Regions from separate parts of the Mus musculus genome. Here all the other regions are linked to region 2. Evidence: chromatin contacts called from public HiChIP or PLAC-seq and promoter capture Hi-C data. All regions are on one chromosome and are shown on one strand. The core of a region is the stretch at or near the end of the contact, and the rest is flanking DNA. Distances in the headings are between cores, read along the strand shown. Region 1 holds the start of Tex44 (testis expressed 44). Region 2 holds the start of Ecel1 (endothelin converting enzyme-like 1). Region 3 overlaps Gm41908 (a long non-coding RNA gene).

Region 1 (4,452 bases), core at 93-2,592, 730 kb after region 2:
TGTCTGACCACACCAGGATGTCTGTGAGGGAGCTGATGGAGCCCTCTCCACAACCCAGCAGGCTGGTCATGGAGCGCATGTAGTCGTTCTCCACATCAGGTCTATACAGATTGGGGTCCAGAAGGTTCCTGCCCAGGGCCACCTGGTAGAAATCTGGAGAGTGGGGTGGGCTGCCACCTGGGGAGCCTGGGTCAGGTGGATCCGGTGGGATACCTGAGTCAGCAGCTGAATCCTCACTGGTCAGCCCTGGCGATCTAGCTTTGCTCCCAGGGTTCAAGGCCTTGAACCCTTCAGCTTCCTGCTTGGCCGAGTTGGTGGTAGGCGTGGGTTCTGGGTCGCGACCACTGGTATCGGAAGGGGGTGGGTCAGCAGCTCCCACCGAAGTCTGGACATGTTCAGGCAGGTTAGATAGCACGTCAGCATTTGGAACTAATACTGGCTGCCCTTCTGGAACATTCGGGTTTCCCAGTGTCTTTTCCTGGGTCTGGGAGTCACTCGGGGAAACCGTCCGGCTCCGACTTGTACGGTTGTTTTCAGCTAGCCTGTCCCACACTGGGTTCTGGAAACCCACAAACACTTGCAGGATACCTGGGTCTTGGGGCAGCAAAGATGTGGTCTCTTCAGGATTGTCCTGGCCCTGATGTGGAATATCTGGGCTCTCATCTTTGACTGCAGAAGTTGCTGTATCTGTGGAGATGGCTGGCTCTACATCTTGCCCTATGGAGGTGTCCATCTGCATGGAGGGCTGATCTTTATTCTGTCCCACAGAAGTGGCAATCTGCAAAGATGCCTGGTCTTCATCCTGTCCCATCAAGGTGGCAGTCTGTATGGAGGCCTGATCTTTATTCTGTCCCACAGAAGTGACAATCTGCAAAAATGCCTGGTCTTCATCTTGTCCCATCAAGGTGGCAGTCTGTATGGAGGCCTGGTCTTTATCCTGCTCAAAAACTGTGTTAATCTGCATGTACGCCTGGTCTACATTTTTCTCCGTGATGGTGGAAATCTGCTTGGAGAGCAGGTCCTCATCTTGTCTCATGAAGGTATCAGTCCGAATGAAGTCCTGCTCTTCATTTTGCTCTGTGGTGATGGCTTTCGCCTCAGAGGTTTGATCTACATCATGTTCAGCTAGCACTTCGTCGATGTCTCCTGGTGGGACGTCATCGGGCAGGGAGTCTGGTCCTTCGGACTCTCCGGGTAAATCTGCAGAGTTTTCATCAGCTGTGTTGTCCGAGGAGGCCTCGGGAAGATCATGTGTAGAACTGCTGCTGGCTTCAGGGTCTTCCAAGGGCTCAGCGGTCATCTATGCCCCCTGCTACTTATGGTGGTTGGGAAGGAGTGGCTTGGCCCTGCTAGGCTCAGTTGTCCAGGTGGTGAGGTCACAGCAGGTTGTGGGCAGCTGATGATGTCACAGGTACTTGTAGAGCAAGGGTCCTGAATGTCCTGAGTCTGCTGAGTGGCTGTCCTGGCGAGCTGACTATAGGTGGTGTTGCATAGCCAGAGTAGTGGGTACAGAGGAAATGAAGAATAACTGTCTTGGTTTAAGATGGAGATACGTAGGTAGGTGCAGATGCAGCCGCAGGGCTGTGAGTGGTTTCGGGAACTGTACTTTGGGGCATGATACAGGAAGGTAATGCTGAGTTTGAATTAGTAGGTTTTAAACTTATTTTGGGGACAGGGGATCAGTGCTCTTGTTATGTAGTTGAGGCTGGTCTCCCACTCTGATCTTCCTGTCTTAGCCTCTCAAGAGCTAGGATTACAGACATTTGTTATACCAGGTTATCCCTCCCACCATCTCTCTATTCTATTGGGCTACTTCAGGACCCCAATTTCTTTCTTTCAGGCCGGTCTTTCTTTGGTAATTTTTCTAGCAATGAGGAGGAATAGTGGAGGCCAGGGCCTGGGCGGCATCTAGGCTGGCTATCCTTAGTGCTAGAGTTAACCTTTTGACACAGGACAATCTACCTGCTCATCTGGGCTGGGAGGGCAGGGCACCACTAATGGGTACAGACTCCAGGGCAATCCTAAGAAGAGCTTGGTCCCCAGATAACCCCACTGTATGAAGAAGGTAGCCGGGGACTGGGTTTGGCTGAGTGTAGCGCACTTGCCCAGCATGCTCTGGTTCCATCCCCAGCATTGGAGTGGATGGTTCTATTTGTGTGTTTGTGCTCACCCTAGTTGCCAGGTTAGGTGTAGTTCCTGCTCCTGGGGATAAGAGGAGATGCAACCATCTGATGATGCCCCTAGGGACCCCAGCATCCCTAGGGAGAACTGGGTCTATGTTTATATCTTCTCTCCTAGGGGCAAGGCTGTGGGTCCATGACTGCCCCACTGCTAGGCACAGCCTCTTGGGGAAGCGGAACGCTGGGAGTTTGACTGCCTTTATTCCATGCCACCGCCACTGTGACTGCTGCCGGGGCTGAGACACCTCCCGGGTGGGAAAAAGCTGGAGTTGGTTCAGGGGTCCCTGGGCCTGCAACGAGGCCTGGGCCGTGGGGTTCTCAGACTCTTAGACATCCGCTGGGAGTTTCAGCAGAGCAGAAAACAGAGTCGGGCTGTGGGCTGGGGACAGTGTCTAGCCTGGGGTGGGGGGAGGGGAAGGGGGAGGAGCTCCGGCTTGTCCCAGGGGGTGATATTGTCCTTAGCTTGGTGGAGGCAGGCTTGGTGGCAGTTGTGGCTGAGAGCACAGAGAGACCTTCTATGGGAGAATTAAGCTGCGGCTCTGTAGTTGAATGCCTTCCCCATGGCTCCCCACTGTGGCTCTTGTTGAAAGAGACAGTCCACAGTTCTAAACAGTTTATTGGCTGTTCATGGTGGAAAATGGATGTGTACTGTATCCACTTCTCCGGGTGGACCTGAGGTTAAATACCTTTTGCAGGGAGGAATGTCTGGGAAGGGAAGCTTATTGGCTAAGTCCTCCAGGCCTCTAGGTACCTCATTAGCATGGAGAACTCAGTTTTGGGGAGGGGGGAAGGAGGGGAGAGGGGAGGGATGGAGGGAGGGAGAGAGAGAGAGAGAGAGAGGGAGAGAGAGAGAGAGAGAGAAAGAGAGAGAGAAGAAATGCAATTATACTCTTGGGCCAGGTGGTGGTGGTGCAAGCTTTTAATCCCAGCACTCCTGAGACAGAGGCAGGTGGCTCTGTGAGTTTGAGGCCAGCCTGGTCTACATAACAAGCTCCGGGACAGCCAAGACTACATAGTAAGAAATTTTCTTTAAAAACAACAAAAGATAATCAATGGTCTGTGGTGGAGGGATGCTGGCCAGTATGGTAACTGACTTACCATGCCTGTAGATGCAACCTAATGGCAGCTCTGGGTCACACTGTAGTAGTTCCATCACAGAACACAGGCTTCCCCCTCTATCCTTCCTGTGTTGTCTCCCATTCTGCCTCTCCTGGTCCCCTGTCCCTGGCTCCTTCTCTGAAGTGATGGCTTAAATTGGGGCTGTTCCTTACAGGCCTACGTATTTGAGCACCCAGTCCTCAGCTTGTAGGGTCGTTCTGAAGTCTGTGGAGCCTGAAGGAAGTGGGGCTTGGCTGGCAGAACTAGGTCCCTGGCACAGGGTCTTTGTAGGTCATGCTTACCCTGGGTTCCAGCCATGCTCTCTCCTTCCTGTTTGCTGTGATGTGAGCAACTGTCACCATGCCACCTGTCATGATACACAGGCGACATGTCTCTAAAGCACCAGCCAGAACAAGCTTACCCTTGAGTTGTTTCTGTCGAGTGTCCTGTCCTCCAGTGTCCCCCTCTTTACCCTCCCTGGACCCTCGGCTTTCCTCAGCTCCCTCCACCTAATTTCCTGAGATAGGCCCCACATCATGGGAACTGAGTGGAACTGTATAAAAAACTCTTCAACGAGATGTGTGTGTGTGTGTGTGTGTGTGTGTGTGTGTGTGATATGATGTGTTGCACACAGGGGTGTGTAACAGTGAGTACACACTTCTTTGTACACACAGAGGCTATAGGAGGATCTGAGGCAGGGTCTCTCCCTGACCCTGGAGCTGTAGCCACAAGCTCCAGGGACTCTCTTGCCTCTTCCTCACTGTGCCAGGACCACACTTGTGCATATGCAGCAGTGCCCTGCTTTTTACTGGGGTGCTGCGGATTCAAACTTAGGTCCTCATCCTTAGCAAGCACTGATACCCACTGAACCACCTCCCCAGCCTCAGGCCTGATTTTATGAGGTGCATTTTATGACCGTCAAACCTAAGACTAGTAGCAACTAGACCACATCTCCTGACTCATTTCATTTCAAATGCTATAAAGATCTATGTGAAAGAAAAGGCTGGGGAGGGGAGTGTAAGTATTTGAGAGAAAGAAAGAAAAGGGGAGAAAGAGAGAGAGAGAGAGAAAGAGAGAAAGGGGCTGGAGGGGATGGCTTAGCAGTTAAGAGCACATGCTGGTTTTCCAGCGCACTGGAGTTTGGTTCCCAGCATCTGAGTAGAGCAGATCATAG
Region 2 (4,538 bases), core at 349-2,848:
TCCAAGGACTGACCCCAGAGGAGAGAAGCAAATAAAGGGACTGAGGACCAGGGTCCCTATCCTCCTGTGGATGCAGAGGAAAGTCCCCGGGGAAGCAGGTTTGCCTCTGTGCCTTGCTGTCGGAGTAGTCGGCTCCTTGAGACAATATCCATTTTTATATTTCTTGGAAATTTCACGGCATTCATTTCGGGGAAAATAAAAGCTGTCATTGCCGGAGAAATGATACCAATCAGGGCCTGAAAAGGCTGGAAAATTATCCTCCAGGAGATGGAATGTTGAGGGGAAAATGCAGATTAAAAGCACAAAGAGCCACTCTGCCACCGCCCTGCCCTCCCCTCCCCCCTCACGGAAACACGGCATTTTTGCGTAATTCCATCGCTCCTCAGTAGAATTAATTGGACCTGAGAAGAATGCATGGGGCAGGAGAGGACCTTAGGATGGTCAGAATGAAAGACAGTCCTGTGAGTGGGACTTAGAAATGGACAGACTGGACAGGCAGGAAAGTGGTAGAGGTGGCCACTAAAGGCTAGTGACTGGGTAGCTGACGATGAAGAACATCCGGAGGGGATGGCGACGGGATGGTGGTCGCTCTCCGCAGTCCCACCTCAACATGGGTTCTATCACATCGGTCTTCACCAATGTCTGAAACATTGCTTAGGCCAGGGCTGCAGGCTGGAGCCACAAGGTTGGGATTGCTGGGGCTGTGTGGTCCTTTGCTGGGGATACCAGAAGAGATGGGTAAGTCGAGGCAGAGAAAGCAGATTCCTGAAACAGTAGCAGTCCTTCAGAAAGCTCCCAGGTCTCTGTCACGTGTGGGCTTCACCTTGTGGGTACAGTGGAGAGGTAAAGATGATTCTGTCTCTTGGAAGGAGCGAGGTCCCCAACATTTAAAAAGCTAGTTCAGCCAACCGGAATGGGTGGAAGACTGGACAAACTCACCCTGTGTAGTCCCGTGAGGGAAGTGGAGCAAGATTCCTCCCTCTCCCCACCCTACCATCCTTTTCTAGGCCTTTCTATGTGGGTCTGGGACTTCCTGCCAATGATGTCAGGAAAACCTAAGGTTGAGGAGGCCACAGCCTCAGCCTCTACTTGCAACCTCCCCAGGAGAGCTAGGTAAAGGGTCTTGTACCAACCAGAACCCAGATGGGGCAAGCAGGAGTTAAAAGGACAAAGAAGTCTTGGTGCTGATGGCGCCTGGCAGAGTGCTGGTCCAGATACAGGCTCTTCACCTGCCCATTGGAGTCCTCCCTGGGCTGAGCTTCTGTGGGCTCGGCCCAGACTTCCCTCTGGCCTCCAGATCTCCAGCTTCAGTCCCTTTACCGCAGACTGGTAGGTGGCTCCAAGTGGCTCATCAGAAGGGACCGTGCTTCCTCCTCCCGGGACAGATCTGGACTCCGGAGTCCTGGAGCCAGAAGCTGGTGCATCACTCTCAGGAGCGTTATCTCCGCGGTCGCCATCCCCACCTCCGCACTGCTGGAGCTGACAGGTAGCCCAGAGGGAAGCAGAGAGAAGGAGGGGTGCAGGGGGCGGGAGAAGGAGGGTGGAGCCGCCGGCGCGCCCCCTCCTTCGGGGCTGGCGGGCGGCGCGGCGCGGCGGCAGAGGCGGCGGGCGCACGAAGAGAGCCGCAGCCAGCCCAGCTCCTCTCCGGCTGAGGCCGGGATTTGCTCCCGACCCCTCCCTCGGTCCTCGCCCGGCCCAGACGCGCACCTGCCGGGTAAGTGTCATTCGGGCCCGCCGCCTCCGAGGACATCATCACAGCCACCTCCGAGGCCACCGCGGCTGCCGAGCCGAGCTTCTCGGCTTTGTCTCTGTCCTCCCGGCTCTGGCTCCAGCTGCGGCTGCGGCTGCGACTCCAGGACTCGGCTCTCAAGCTCCGCTGACTGCGCCGCGCGACGCAAGAGATTGAGCTCAGGGCTGGCGCAGCAAAGGGGGTGAAACTTCTCCCAACTTTGGATTCTGGGGAGAACCTGTTGACGACAGGGATGGCCCGGGGCGTTGATGGGTGGCAAATGATGAAACCAGTCTCTGGTTTTCCATCTGGGCCGTCGGGGTTGGGGAGTCGGGTGGGGGAAAGATGGGGAATGGAGAGGGCTGCTGCTTGGGGAAGGGACTTGTGGGCTTTGGAGCCATTGAAGAGAAACAGCCAGAGGGTGGCTTGAGAGTGGTCCTGCAGACTTCCCCGAGGACGAAGTTTGGGTGTCTGGTCGCTTTTAGTTCGGAGAACTGAAGGAGGCTTCAGGGTCCGCAGAGAGGCGCCCCTGACCACACCTCCTTTCTCCGGCCTCTGCTTCCCCCTCCCCCACCTGGCTTGTCTGGAGAGGATGATGGGCAAGAAAGGCAAAGACAAGGGAAACAGGTTGTCAGTGAAGCCCCCACTTTGTGCCCGGTGCTCTTTGGTTTTGTGTCCGAGCATCCTTACTCTGTGGTGAGCTTGTGGAGACCTGGGTAGGCAGGTTAAAGGCTACTATTCCAGTAAGAGCTGCTGGCAACTGAACCCTTCTTTCTTGGTTGACGGAGTGAAGTGGGATCCTTGGTTGTGGATCACAGGTGGCCTCCATCTTCTTAAACTAACTCCCACCCTTTGTTTTCTGGGTCCCCTCACTTTCCAGGGCCTCTCTGAGCCTGCTAATGTTCCCTTCCTACAGCTGCGACCGAGGGCCATGTGGGCTCCGACCAGAAAGCCCGCAGACAGAAGCAGCCTATAATCGACCAAACAAGGGGTCTGCAGCCAAAGCCTCGGCACAATGGAGGCCCCGTATTCCATGACAGCGCACTACGACGAGTTCCAGGAAGTCAAGTATGTGAGCCGGTGTGGCACCGGGGGCGCTCGAGGGACCTCACTGCCTCCAGGCTTCCCGAGGGGCTCAGGGCGCAGTGCTAGCGGGTCCAGGTCTGGGCTGCCCCGCTGGAATCGACGCGAGGTGTGCCTGCTGTCGGGGTTGGTGTTTGCTGCCGGCCTCTGCGCCATCCTGGCGGCCATGCTGGCGCTCAAATACCTGGGCCCGGGAGCGGCGGGCGGTGGCGGAGCCTGTCCCGAGGGCTGCCCCGAGCGCAAGGCCTTTGCACGCGCCGCCCGCTTTCTGTCTGCCAACCTGGACGCCAGCATCGACCCGTGCCAGGACTTCTACTCGTTCGCGTGCGGAGGCTGGCTGCGGCGCCACGCTATCCCCGACGACAAGCTCACCTACGGCACGATCGCGGCCATCGGAGAGCAGAACGAGGAGCGTCTGCGGCGCCTGCTGGCGAGACCCACCGGAGGCCCCGGCGGCGCTGCGCAGCGCAAGGTGCGCGCCTTCTTCCGCTCGTGCCTCGACATGCGCGAGATCGAGAGGCTCGGGCCGCGGCCCATGCTCGAGGTCATCGAGGACTGCGGCGGCTGGGACCTGGGCGGCGCGGCCGATCGCCCCGGGGCGGCTCGCTGGGACCTCAACCGACTGCTGTACAAGGCACAGGGTGTGTACAGCGCGGCCGCGCTCTTCTCGCTTACAGTCAGCCTGGACGACAGGAACTCCTCGCGCTACGTCATCCGCGTGAGTGTCCCCCCCCCTCCGCCTTTCCGCCCCACGACAATCCTCGCACCCCACCTGAGACCTCCCGCATCCTTGGCCCGGCGTGCCCCCTGCTCCATCCCGCGTCCGAAGGATACGGGTTCGGACAGCTAGGGGATCAGGGAGGAGCGGGGCGCGCGCAGGGGCAGAGCGCGGGAGGAGGGCGCAAGTAATTTCCCTGGAGTAATTGCTGTGTTTAGCTGAGCTGCGGGAGCCGCAATTCCCAGCCCTCAGGCAGGTGGGGTTCGGGGAGTGGGAGCCCGCAGGCGATCGCCCTGAAAGGCTGGGGTTGGCTAAGAATTCCAGAGGTCCCAACTCCCAGTATAGCGCCCCACGGTGTCCCTACAGGTGGGGAAAGTGAAGGCGGTTGGGGAAGGAGTGAAAGGCGGGTTCTCCAGGGCATCTTCAGGCTGAACTAAGAGTAATGGGGTTTGGCTAACTTCTCTGGATTGAGAGAGGGGTTGGTTTTCATGATCCCGGAGCTTGTGACAACAGATCCGTATTTGACTCGTCCTGTCTTCTCTTCTTTGACATTTGAGAGGGAACGCTGGAAAACTGGCCGTGCACTTCTGACCAGGGGTCCCTGTTTTCCTCCCCAGATTGACCAGGATGGGCTCACCCTGCCAGAGAGAACCCTGTACCTAGCTCAAGACGAGGAGAGTGAGAAGGTGCCTAGGCAGAGGCTGGGGCTTCTGGGAAGGAAAGAGCCCCAGAAGGAGGGTCGCGGGGGTAGGTGTCTCCCTCCCCATAACAGGAGCACGTGTCCTGGTGCAGATCTTGGCTGCATACAGGGTGTTCATGCAGCGTCTACTCAGACTACTGGGAGCGGACGCTGTGGAGCAGAAGGCGCAGGAAATCCTTCAGCTGGAACAGAGGCTGGCCAATGTGAGCAGGAGGGGCTGGGAGCCTCCAGGACCCTGACAAAGGCCGGGGAACATAGGTCAGGCCTGTGTCTATCTGGTCTCCACTCCAGATCTCTGTGTCAGAATA
Region 3 (3,932 bases), core at 1,051-3,550, 520 kb after region 2:
AACAGCAAACATGGGGAGGACTGGATTTGTTTCAGTTTACAGCTTGTAGTCTTCTAGGAAAGTCAGAACAGGAAGTCAAGCAAGGCAGGAACCTGGTGGCAGGAAGGCAGGAACGGATGCAGCACCGGCTTTTCTTTCAGAGCAAAACAAAAAGGCCCCCCAGGGATCTGTGTGGAGGAGTGCTGCTTACATACTACTCCCCTGGCTTGCTCAGCCTGCTTTCTTATGCCATCCAGGACCCTCCACTTAAAGGTGGCACTACTCCCTGTGGAGTGTGGTGGGGTGGCCTCACCCGTATCACCCACAATTCAGAATATGCACCATAGCCTTGTCCATTGTCAGTTTAGTGAGGGCATTTTCTCAGTTGATGTTCCTCTTCTTTTTTTTTTTCTTTAAATATTTTTTATTACGTATTTTCCTCAATTACATTTCCAATGCTATCCCAAAAGTCCCCCATACCCACCCCCACTCCCCTACCCACCCATTCCCACTTTTTGGCCCTGGCGTTCCCCTGTACTGGGGCATATAAAGTTTGCATGTCCAATGGGCCTCTCTTTCCAGTGATGGCCGACTAGGCCATCTTCTGATACATATGCAGCTAGAGTCAAGAGCTCCGGGGTACTGGTTAGTTCATATTGTTGTTCCACCTACAGGGTTGCAGATCTCTTTAGCTCCTTGGATACTTTCTCTAGCTCCTCCATTGAGGGCCCTGTGATCCATCCAATAGCTGACTGTGAGCATCCACTTATGTGTTTGCTAGGCCCCGGCCTAGTCTCACAAGAGACAGCTATATCAGGGTCCTTTCAGCAAACGCTTGCTAGTGTATGCAATGGTGTCATGATGTTCCTCTTCTAAAATGACTCTCGCTTGTGTCAAGTTGACAAAATTAATTAATTAATTAAACATTTTTTTTAAAAGCCAGCCAGTACAGGAGTCATTTATTTTTTCAAAAGGCCACCTGCGCCGGGGCCTAGCAAACACAGAAGTGGATGATCACAGTCAACTATTGGATGGATCACAGGGTCCCCAATGGAGGAGCTAGAGAAATTACCCAAGGAGCTAAAGGGAACTGCAACCCTGTAGGTGGAACAACAATATGAACTAACCAGTACCCCGGAGCTCTTGTCTCTAGCTGCATATGTATCAAAAGATGGCCTAGTCAGCCATCACTGCAAAGAGAGGCCCATTGGACTTGCAAACTTCATATGTCCCAGTACAGGGGAACCCCAGGGCCAAAAAGGGGGAGTGGGTGGGTAGGAGATTGGGGGGGTGGGTATGGGGGACTTTGGGGATAGCATTGAAAATGTAAACGAGGAAAATACCTAATAAAGAAATAAATTAAAAAAAAAAAAAAGGCCACCTGCTTTTCCATCTGTGCCCTTTCTCTTCCCTTTTCCCTTTACGTTGAGTACATAGACTTCACTGTCTAAGAGCACTCACCTATGCGACCCATTTGTGTGTTCAGGGTCCACCTGTTAATAATCACTTGCTTGTCTTTCTGTCATTAATCCATATCTTGCCAATCTAAATCCCAAAGAGAAGCTACAAGGGTAGAAGGGAAAGGATTTTTTTCCTCCCCTAGAGTCACAAGTTCTTTTTCTCTTCAAGAACCATCTTCCTCTGAGTGTTGTTGGACTTCATTTCCCAGCTTCCTTTGCTGTTAGGTGCAGCCATGTGATTAAATTCCAGCCAATGGAATATGAGCAATGTACTATGCATGGCTCTTGAAAAATTCCGTGCTCTGTGTGTGTGTGTGTGTGTGTGTGTGTGTGTGTGTGTGTGTGATGTCCGTTTGTCTGAGAGCTTTGAAATTCACACCGATTATATTTGTGATAAATATGTCCTTTCTTAAAGCTGCCCAGGATATTTTGATTTTGCAAAGTACTGGAAGTTGACACCAAGCGCTAAGTTCATGCAGAGAAAAAGCATCAGTCGCTATACCAGCTTACCATACAAGGCGCCATACTGCATCCCCAGTGGGGTTCTAATACCAAGTCGACAAGTTCTAGCACCAGGAAGTTCCTTCCTCCCATCTGAAAGCATAACACTAACAAGGTCTTCAAACCCACAGTGGGAGTGAGCTAACAAGTTTGTCTCTCTGGCTGTTACTACTCTATACCTAGCCTCACAGCAGGATGCCTGTGGCCCTTTTTGATGCTGCCTCTGCTGGAGCACACTCAAGAATTCTTTTAGACTCCTAGGATTCTCTTGTCTCCGGTCACCTCTATGACTGTCCCAAACCCCACATCACCAAGGTGGCCATGCACCAGAACACGTTAGCTTCAGCCAGGCACAACATAGTCCTTTCAACCAAGAGACTTTGGCCAGGGCCTTCTGGATGACTCTGCTGGTCTCCTGGCCCTGGACTCAGGGAGAAGAGGCTGTGGGTCTCCATTGTTTTTTTCCAGGGGGCTGTGAGCTACTTGCTCCAGATCTCTGCTCACCAGGGAGGCTAGCACCTGCTATGCCTGGTCCACACTGACCCTCATCTGGAGAAAAGGAGCTGGCCTTCCTTCTACAGTAAAACAAAGAGGCCACCCAGGGACTCTATGCAGAGCTCAGATCTGCTCCAAGATGTCCTGCTGGCTTGCTCAAAAGAGCAGCTGGGCGCTTTTTCTTCTCTATTAAAAACAATCACTGCAGATTACATTGACTTGAGAGGAATAGATGATGAGCCCCTGGGAAGATATTAATTTCCATTTTGTTACAAAAACATACAAGCAGACTGCTGAGAATCCAGTCCTCTCATTTGCTTGTAAAACATATTTTGCATTAGTGCATTCCTTCTTCTAGAGTGTATTAATTTGCATTTGCTCCTTTTTAGAATTTAGCTAATGGCTTATTAATTTTTTTTTCACTGCCTAGGAGGGAGTTTTCCCTTCTAATGAGCATAATATTAAACCCTACAAGCAGTCAACCCCCAAACACCCTGTGGGTCCAGCCCAAGCAGTGAGTCCACGCTGGTCACCTATAGCCCAGTGCTCTTCTGGCCTGAGAGCAAACAAAACCACGGGCTTGCCTTTTTCTCCATCAGCACAGAATTGTAAAAGGAATTTGACTAAATACTAGAGAGGGGGAAAAAAAAAATCAAGTCAGTGTGGTAATAAAGGACTTGAAAGCTCCCCTGTGAGACTTATTGGGAGGTTTTGCTGTTCTTCCCAAGCTCGGCCCTGCCTTCTCCATCGCTGGGGTGCTGGGGTGCGTTCCTGGGTTTGAGCATTCTATTCTCTCTCCAAATATGACTGAGAAACTGACTGGGACAAAAACTTCAGTCTGAAGTCCACGCCAGTGGGTGGCCACAGGGTCAACAGAAGCCCCATTCTCCAAAGCCATCTGCCCCCAGATATACAAAAGGAAGAACCTGGATGCCTGGCAGACCCTGTCCTCCCACCCCTGTCCCATACTGCCCCGCTCTGCACAAAGGTCACTTCCTCCAGGTGCCTATGATTAAGTTTATCAACTCTCTCTTCCTCCATTTTGTTTAAATTTATTACTTCCTTTTTCTCCTTTCTCTTGGTTTGCAGCTTAAAGGGAACAAGGTTCACCAGGCATGGGCTTGATTTATGGTTTCTCTTTTTTTCCCTCCTTAATGTAAGCCCTGGGAGCAATGAATCTCCTCTAAGTACTGCACTGGCAGCATCCCAGAAGCAGAGATGTGTCACTTTCATGGTTGTGTTCTTAAAATATTCTGTGCAGTCCCGAATGTCTTCCCTAATGAAAGGTTTATTTAAGAAAGGATCCGCTCCGCCCAGTGCAATGAGAAACAGCTGAAGACAAGTCAGGGCCAGAGGAGCAGGAAGGAGATTCCATTTGCTGAGACCAATCTCACTCCGTGAAATGAAAACTTCTTGAGGTAAGCAAGGTGGCACACTCACGTGACCACATTCATTCACAAGGCTGAGGCAGGTGGAGCCTAACTTTGAGGCCAACCA

Evidence for each region. Promoter capture Hi-C pulls out the DNA fragments that hold promoters and counts their contacts. HiChIP or PLAC-seq counts read pairs in DNA pulled down with a chosen protein or histone mark.
Region 1: a contact with region 2 is called in a promoter capture Hi-C map of liver, with 3 times the contacts expected there. The contact joins the promoter of Tex44 here to the promoter of Ecel1 in region 2. A contact is called at or near these places in 4 of 39 promoter capture datasets (the 3T3-L1 cell line, hippocampal neurons, liver and 1 more) and 1 of 115 datasets of contacts at active chromatin or transcription factors (stem cell-derived neural progenitor cells).
Region 3: a contact with region 2 is called in an H3K4me3 HiChIP or PLAC-seq map of embryonic basal ganglia, with 4 times the contacts expected there. The contact joins the enhancer-like site here to the promoter of Ecel1 in region 2. A contact is called at or near these places in 13 of 39 promoter capture datasets (the C10 cell line, the HPC-7 cell line, cranial neural crest and 8 more), 1 of 484 Hi-C or Micro-C datasets (bone marrow-derived macrophages), 10 of 115 datasets of contacts at active chromatin or transcription factors (embryonic basal ganglia, embryonic forebrain, embryonic hindbrain and 5 more) and 3 of 9 other capture datasets (adipose tissue, embryonic stem cells and macrophages).

Annotation. Positions count from the first base shown.
Region 1 is chr1:86,423,219-86,427,670 of GRCm38.p6, reverse strand. Tex44 (testis expressed 44) reads right to left here and starts at 1,342. Exons shown (of 1, transcript NM_027966.1): 1 at 1-1,342. The coding sequence starts at 1,300.
Region 2 is chr1:87,153,196-87,157,733 of GRCm38.p6, reverse strand. Ecel1 (endothelin converting enzyme-like 1) reads left to right here and starts at 1,598. Exons shown (of 18, transcript NM_001277925.1): 1 at 1,598-1,714; 2 at 2,646-3,530; 3 at 4,148-4,216; 4 at 4,323-4,433; 5 at 4,522-4,538. The coding sequence starts at 2,745. The region is part of intron 3 of Gm33292 (a long non-coding RNA gene); the gene reads right to left.
Region 3 is chr1:86,632,674-86,636,605 of GRCm38.p6, reverse strand. All of the region lies in intron 1 of Gm41908 (a long non-coding RNA gene), which reads right to left. Among named protein-coding and RNA genes, the nearest start is that of Gm41908, 7.6 kb to the right of the region's middle. Within about 2 kb of position 2,300, at least 56 of the 459 cell types and tissues checked have an H3K27ac peak or open chromatin away from gene starts, as enhancers often do. A contact at or near this core is called in the HPC-7 cell line, embryonic basal ganglia and liver, where this site is marked.